Linked DNA regions of Mus musculus: region 1 is linked to region 2. The links are chromatin contacts, called in public HiChIP or PLAC-seq maps. All regions are on one chromosome and are shown on one strand. The core of a region is the stretch at or near the end of the contact, and the rest is flanking DNA. Distances in the headings are between cores, read along the strand shown.

The links. HiChIP or PLAC-seq counts read pairs in DNA pulled down with a chosen protein or histone mark.
Region 1: an HNF4G HiChIP or PLAC-seq map of pancreatic cancer cells shows a contact between it and region 2. The contact joins two enhancer-like sites.

The regions. Positions count from the first base shown.
Region 1 is chr19:47,867,679-47,871,132 of GRCm38.p6, forward strand. It overlaps Gsto2 (glutathione S-transferase omega 2), which reads left to right. Exons shown (of 9, transcript NM_026619.2): 2 at 2,008-2,082; 3 at 2,531-2,645. Among named protein-coding and RNA genes, the nearest start is that of Gsto2, 3.6 kb to the left of the region's middle. Within about 2 kb of position 1,478, at least 27 of the 459 cell types and tissues checked have an H3K27ac peak or open chromatin away from gene starts, as enhancers often do. A contact at or near this core is called in pancreatic cancer cells, where this site is marked.
Region 2 is chr19:47,218,508-47,221,637 of GRCm38.p6, forward strand. All of the region lies in intron 1 of Neurl1a (neuralized E3 ubiquitin protein ligase 1A), which reads left to right. Among named protein-coding and RNA genes, the nearest start is that of Gm36693, 18 kb to the left of the region's middle. Within about 2 kb of position 1,339, at least 85 of the 459 cell types and tissues checked have an H3K27ac peak or open chromatin away from gene starts, as enhancers often do. A contact at or near this core is called in pancreatic cancer cells, where this site is marked.

The DNA of each region.
Region 1 (3,454 bases), core at 228-2,727, 650 kb after region 2:
AAGACAAAGGAAGAAAGAAAGGCCCCCCTTTCCTTAAAACAAACTGAAATCGAGTGAAGAAATTATTTCCATTCTGTAAATACATACATCATTAATCACCATGACCAGAGATTCCTCTATTTTTAGAAAAGCAGCTCAGGGACTGGGGAGATGACTTAGTGGGTAAAGTGCTTGTTGAACAAACACAAGAACCTGACTTCCAACCCCAGACGCACAAACAAGACCTGGTGTGGTGGCCCGGGTTTGTAATCCCAGTGCCATGGAGGAAGCTGAGGTGGGTTTCTGGGGCTTTGGGGCCAGCTCAACCGAATCAGCAAGTTCCAGGTAAGAAGGTGAGACCCCCATCTCAAAAGACCTCTGGCCTCTGCCATCCAAGCTCACACCTTGAGTGTCTGTGTGTGTGTGTCTGTGTGTGTGTGTGTACCTTCACACACAGAGAAACAGTGGATATGATTATATTTCAGATGTCTGAAAAATTATTTCTAATAGATTTCCATGACCTTATTAAAATTGTTTTGTGCTTGAGTTGGTCAATATAACAGAGATGCAAACACGGGATAGCATAGATGGAACATTTGCAAAAAAAAAAAAACCACTTAGGAGTTACCTACTGAAATTTTAAGAGGAAGCAGAGAACAAGCTTAAAGGTCATGATTAAAATCCTTCTGGGAAAACTGTTGTGATCTTTCGAGAGATTAAAAAAAATCACATTACTGAAATGTAGCCTGAAGCATTCAGCACACTCAGCCAGCATTAAACTGTTAACGGGGGAAATAGTGTGGTGAGTTAGATTCTAATTCTCATATGCCCGGCAAGCTGAATTGCAATGTGTGTCTCTTCATGGGTGCAGAATGGGAAGGCATCATGCTATAAAAATGCCTTCTTACTCATTAGTATTTCTCTTTAATTTTGAGGGTCACTGAGATAGAACTCCGCACAATTTCACTCCATAGTCAAAACCATCATATACACACTGGTGGTTGTCATCTTAAACAAGGAAGATGGAGGGCAGAGAGGCTAAGCATTGTGCCCAAGGACCAAGGCAGGTCTCACAACCCATCTGGTTCCATGGCCCATTTTGAGACTCCTGACATTGTACTGCCTCCCATAGGTGGAGAATATGTTCTACCTTTGTCCTAACTTCTCCAAATAGACTTGTATCTCAAAACGTGACCTCCCATATTACAGACATACTTTTTATCTTGAGACAGTGGTCACTCTGTAGCCCTAATTGGCATCAAATTTGTGATCCCCTTGCCACAGACTTCAAGTTTTAGGACCATACCACATACCACAACAGCTTGCTCAGGCAAACCTGTTACAAATGACATTTGCTGTTCTCAGATTTCGATTCCTTTAGAAGGAGTGAATCGTGAGGGGAAAGCTGGAAATGTTTGCCCTTCTGGCACAATAGAACCTCCCAGTTTGCAAGTAGAATTCCCTTCCTGACTGTTGCTATCTCAGCCATTGCAACATAAACAGCTATGAATGACCAAATCAAAACCACCTGGCTAACTCAGGCTGCTGGCTGAATTTTATGCAGCTCAAAGTGCTAAGAATGCTTTTCAGGACTGTCGTTTTAAGCAGCTGAAAAAAATACCAAAATATAAATCATAACATGTGATGTAGAGATCAAGTTGACCAGTACCGAGTGGTTTTTGTGAATTGTGGACCGGGAGTGCTGTGTCAATATATGTTCATCTACTGTAGCGTAGGTGCCTCTCTGGAGAGATAGGAGGCTGTATGTGGAGGTAGGGAGACTGTGAGGTACCTCTGTATGTTCTGTTTTATATTGTTGTGAACCTAAAGCATCTCTAAAAGTTAGAGGCTATTGAATATGTATATATATTGAATATGTGTGTGTGTATATTCATATTCATCTTTATTCATCTTTCCATTGGGATAATCCATCCTGTAGGATGCATACGTACAGGCCAGTTTAAGGGTTAAACAGGACCAGTCAAGCACCAGCTGGTCAGTAATGACTCATTTTTATTTTCTCTTTAGAACCTGGGTGTGGTCTCCTCGGCGGTTATCTGCTGTATTTATGTGAAAGGTGAATGAAAGACAAGAAATAAAAAGGTGGGCATGACTGCTCCTGAGGTGGAGGGTTTCACTATAGATATAGGGGAGTTTGCAGGCACAGTCAGAGGCAGAAACATCTGGGAGAGTGCAGAGCAGACAGAATCAGCTGACTGAGTTGGGCCCTGTGAGGAGAGGGTGGAAGGAGAGAGGAGAGCCAGGAGCAGAGGCTAAGAGGTTCAAACGGGTAAGAAGGCTGGGGTACCCCAAATGGCTGGGTCATATAGGGAAAGCAGCTGGGGGAAGTGCAGCCCAGCATAGTCCCTGGGCTAGAGAAGATTAGGGTAGGGGGTGGGTGTGCCAGCCAGGAGGACTGCTGGGGAAACCTGGTGTCCACGGGCACCTCTGCTGTTTGTCCCGGGTTTGAGACCTAACAAAAGGTACTTCTGTCTTCTCAGAAGCTGTCTCCTTACCTAACAGGGCATGGTTCTTGTGTTCCTTGTTTCAGTCTTACCATCCAGCCTGTCCGTCTCTATCAGAGTTAGTTCCAGGGGAGTAGTTGCCTGTGAGACCTGCATCTGCTGCAGTGGAAAGTGAGCTGCCTGCTCCCTCAGCACAGCAAGGCAAGAACCCATCCGCACCAGGTTTCTGGCGATCCCTGTGCACTGAATTCAAGCATGGATTCAATCCAAGCATGGATTCAAACATCCCTACAGTTTCCTAATTCACACAGAGTAACTATTGACACACCTTGCTATTAGCGCAACTCCCACGGGATCACGGATGGAGTTCCAGACTAAAACTGTAGTTGAGTCATTATTCTGAGGATTTCAAAAGATTTCCTATTCTGTAGGGGAAATGATCTTATCATTACTAGCCAAGACATTCTGGAGGGGTGAGAATTCCAAAGGCCCAGGGTTGTCCATCTTGCAAGACATGTGATAAGACTTTGCTATTTTAGTAAAAAAAAAAAAAAGTTTAGATTCAAAAATGAAGCTGCCATTGTGTGCTCCGTTTTTCTGGACATAAACTCTCCATCATTGCAGCCCAGACAGTGGACCTTTTAAAAGTCTTTGAACTTTCAAAGTTCTTTCCCTCAATTAGGTGTTTGGTTTGGGCAAATAATTTCGTTTTTTTCTGGGGACACTTTTGTGAAGGAGTAGTATCGATTACATGACACAGAAGTTTGGGAACTGAAATAATTCAGACATATGTGAATGGGACTCTTAATGCTTTTCTTTCCTTTCTTGTTACTCTATAAACAAAAACGTGTTGGTGGCCGTTTCCACTCCATCTCAGGCCTGGAAAATTTAACGAATTCCCCTTTTCACCTGTGGAGGCGAGAATCTCAGCTTCCCAGCCACTCCTGCCTCTCCCTCGTGTGGGGTGGCCGCTGTGTTTCTTACCTACATGTCCTTGGAAACTCAAACAA
Region 2 (3,130 bases), core at 89-2,588:
AGTCTGGATAGGGTATGAATATCAGTCACTCTGTAATTTCCAAAGGTGATACTGATGGGGAGGCAGGCTTGAGCATCAGTGCCATCTTTCTTGGTCCAGGACAGATGTTGAGAGTCAGCCACAATGTCCTTGATAGTATTGCTGGAAAAAATGTGGCTTAAACAACTCACCAAGCCTCTTAAAACCTCACTTTCTTCGTCTGTCCAATGGGACTAGCCTCCTATAGTTTCTGTGAAGGCTGAGCCCTTGGGAGCTGACAGACTTTGTGCCCATTGACACCTGAGGGTCATCTGCTTAGCCCCCAGTCAACTTGCCTCCTGCCAGGAATAGCCAGGAGAGAGATTTTTATTGAGCTCAGCTTCCTATCATTAAATGAGAAAAAGAAGGGGAGAAAAAGAGGGACTGGGAAGCCACAGGCAACCACAGTGGGCTTTTTTTTTTCTTCTCAGATGTGGGCTTGAACAAGCTGCTATAAATGGTTCCTGCAGAGGGGCTGGAGGTGCTCTTCCCACTGCCGCTTTAATCAGGAGAACCTGGGAAAGGTGGTAGGTGCAAGGCTCTTCCCTGGAGTCCTGCAGTGGGTGGAGGGGGCTGGCACACATGCCTCTGCCGCCTGCAGGAAAGATGGTCGGACTGGGCTGTGTGTTCAGCTTCCTCAGTGTGCAGGACACACTGGGTGCTTAGCTTCTTGGCTATTTCTTAGTGAGGCCCAGGCTGGGCTGCCAACATGTCAAGAGAACCCCTTGGGCTATGAGATAATAGGCCAGTTGATCTATCACTTTTGGGTCCTACTGGGCCCAAAGGGGCCACAGTGGGTATGGAGACAGGGAGGGTAGCCTCCAGGAAGCTGGAGAGGAGAGAGATGAGTCAGTGCCAGGACTGTACACCACCAATCACAGCTTCACCTCTCTTCTGCTCTTGGTTTTCTTCTCGCTTGTATAAAATACTCTTGGCAGAACCATGAGTACCAACCACCATGTTAGAGACTGAGCAGCCATGTTGCTCCAAGAATGGGAAAGTCCCTGCTGGGCTAGCCTGTCTTGGATGGGCAGGGCTCATGGCTCACGTTCGTGAAATACTTTGGTGGGAGGGTGGATATCCTGGGAATGAAGCCAGATCCATGGGTTGGGGTCAGTTTAGAGAGTTCTGAATGCTTCCCAGAGGGAACCAAGCTTCTCCCGAGGTGCTCAGAAACCACCAGAAGCTCTGATAGACAGAAAGGCCAACCTGTCAACCCTACGAAGGCAGCAAAAGTGCCAGTAAGTGTTCCGGTCAGGATGATGTGGAGGGAGCTCTGGGTGGAGTTCAAGGATGGGAGGAGTTGACTTGTAGCTCTTTAGAGCTGAGTCATTATTCTGAGGCCACACAGCAGAGGCAAGTGCTTGGGTGATGATGTCAGCTGATGTGTATCTTTGGGGGTGGTGGTGGTGGGGAGACAAGGTTTCTTTGTATAGCCCTGGCTGTTCTGGGACTCTCTTGTGGTTCCGACTGGCTTCAAACCCAAAGATCTGCCTGTCTCTGCCTCCTGAGTGCTGGGATTAAAGGCTGTGCCATCATGCCTGGCTCAGAGTTCTGTCTTAATCTTAGTGTAGCTGCTTCGTACCTGTGTAACCTGCACCTTCCGTGTCCCCAAGCCCTCAGTGTCCTCACTGAGGATGCTACGTTCCCAGTAATGGCCTCTCCTTCTGGGGTCCAGGGCAGGTATTTAAAGATGACAGTGGCAGATGTAATTTTCTTAGTTTATGTATTGGTTGTCTTATTGCTGTGACAGAAGGTAACCTAAGGAGGGAACAGTTTATTCCGGTTTATAATTCTAAATTGTAACTGTTGCAAGGGTTGCTGTCTCTCAGGCCAGTGAAGTGAGGTGAGAGGAGCAAAGGGGTAGTTGGATTTGTATCAACACATTGCATCACATTATATCCACATTGCATCACATTGTATCCACATTGTATCACATTGTATCACATTGTATCCACAGTCAGGACACAGAGACAAATGTGCTCAGCTTGCTTTCTGAGTTTTAACAAATCTGAGACCCCAGCCTGTGGAGTGGTACCGCCCTATTTGGAATGGGTCTTCTCACCACCACAACTAATCTAATCTGGAAAATCTCTCATAAACAGGCCCAAAGATTTGTTTCTACGGGGACTCTAAATCCTGTTAAGTTGACAACAAAAGTTAGCCACCAGGGGTATTCACTTATCTTGATTCCTGTTTTATTTTTATTTGAGGGCAGGTACTAGGGGGCATAGGAGCCCTTCAGGAGAGCCTCCACGGGATGGGGAGGGGGAAGGCCAAAGTGTCTGGGCAGATGGACATGAGTTCAAAGCCGAGTCTCTGCTGTTTCTCATTCTGTGCCTGTGATTCCTCATTGGTAAGATGGGGACATGGTAGGGCCTTTATGTAGTGTTATGACGGAGGCTCATCTAGACCACACTTCCTGGGCCTTCCAGGCTGTTCTGGGCTCGCTGTATTGGGGCCTCATCTCTTCTTCCTGTTGCTCTGGCAGGTAGGCATTTTCCTTCCCAGCCCATTTTTTAGAAGAAAGAATAGATACCTGAGGTTTGATACTAGGTAGTCAGAAATGCTCAGGAGCCCAGTCTCAGCACCTCCTCTCCTCTGAGTCATTCCCCAACCCCCCCACCACAGACTCCTCAGTGTGTTGCAGCAACTATTGGAGTCACTAGACTGCTGGTATTTAACTGTCAGTGGCTTTCCTGGGAGTGTATAATCCTAGAGTCATCCAGCTCTTGTTGGTCCTGGGCCATCACGATGTTGTACTTGCTGATGCCCATTGTCTGAGGGAGAGAGTTGGAGAAAGAGATGATGCAGGATACAGGAGCAAGTCGGGGGCGGTGGGGGGGGGGAGGCGCTGGCTCAGCTGGCTCTGAGCTCTGCTGCAAATGAGACCATGGAGGGACAAGAAGGACAGAGCCAGAGGTGCAGGCAGCTTGAAGAAAGGCACACAGCTACAGGAGCCCCAGGGGGTATCCTCAGATTTGTGTGTATGCGTGTATATAGAGCTTGTGACTGTATGGGGAGAGGGATGGGGAAGGGTCCTCCCTGCAAAGGAGGTCTTTATCCTCCCAGCATCAGCTGCCAGTTTTGCTTATAATCCAGCAGGCCAGCA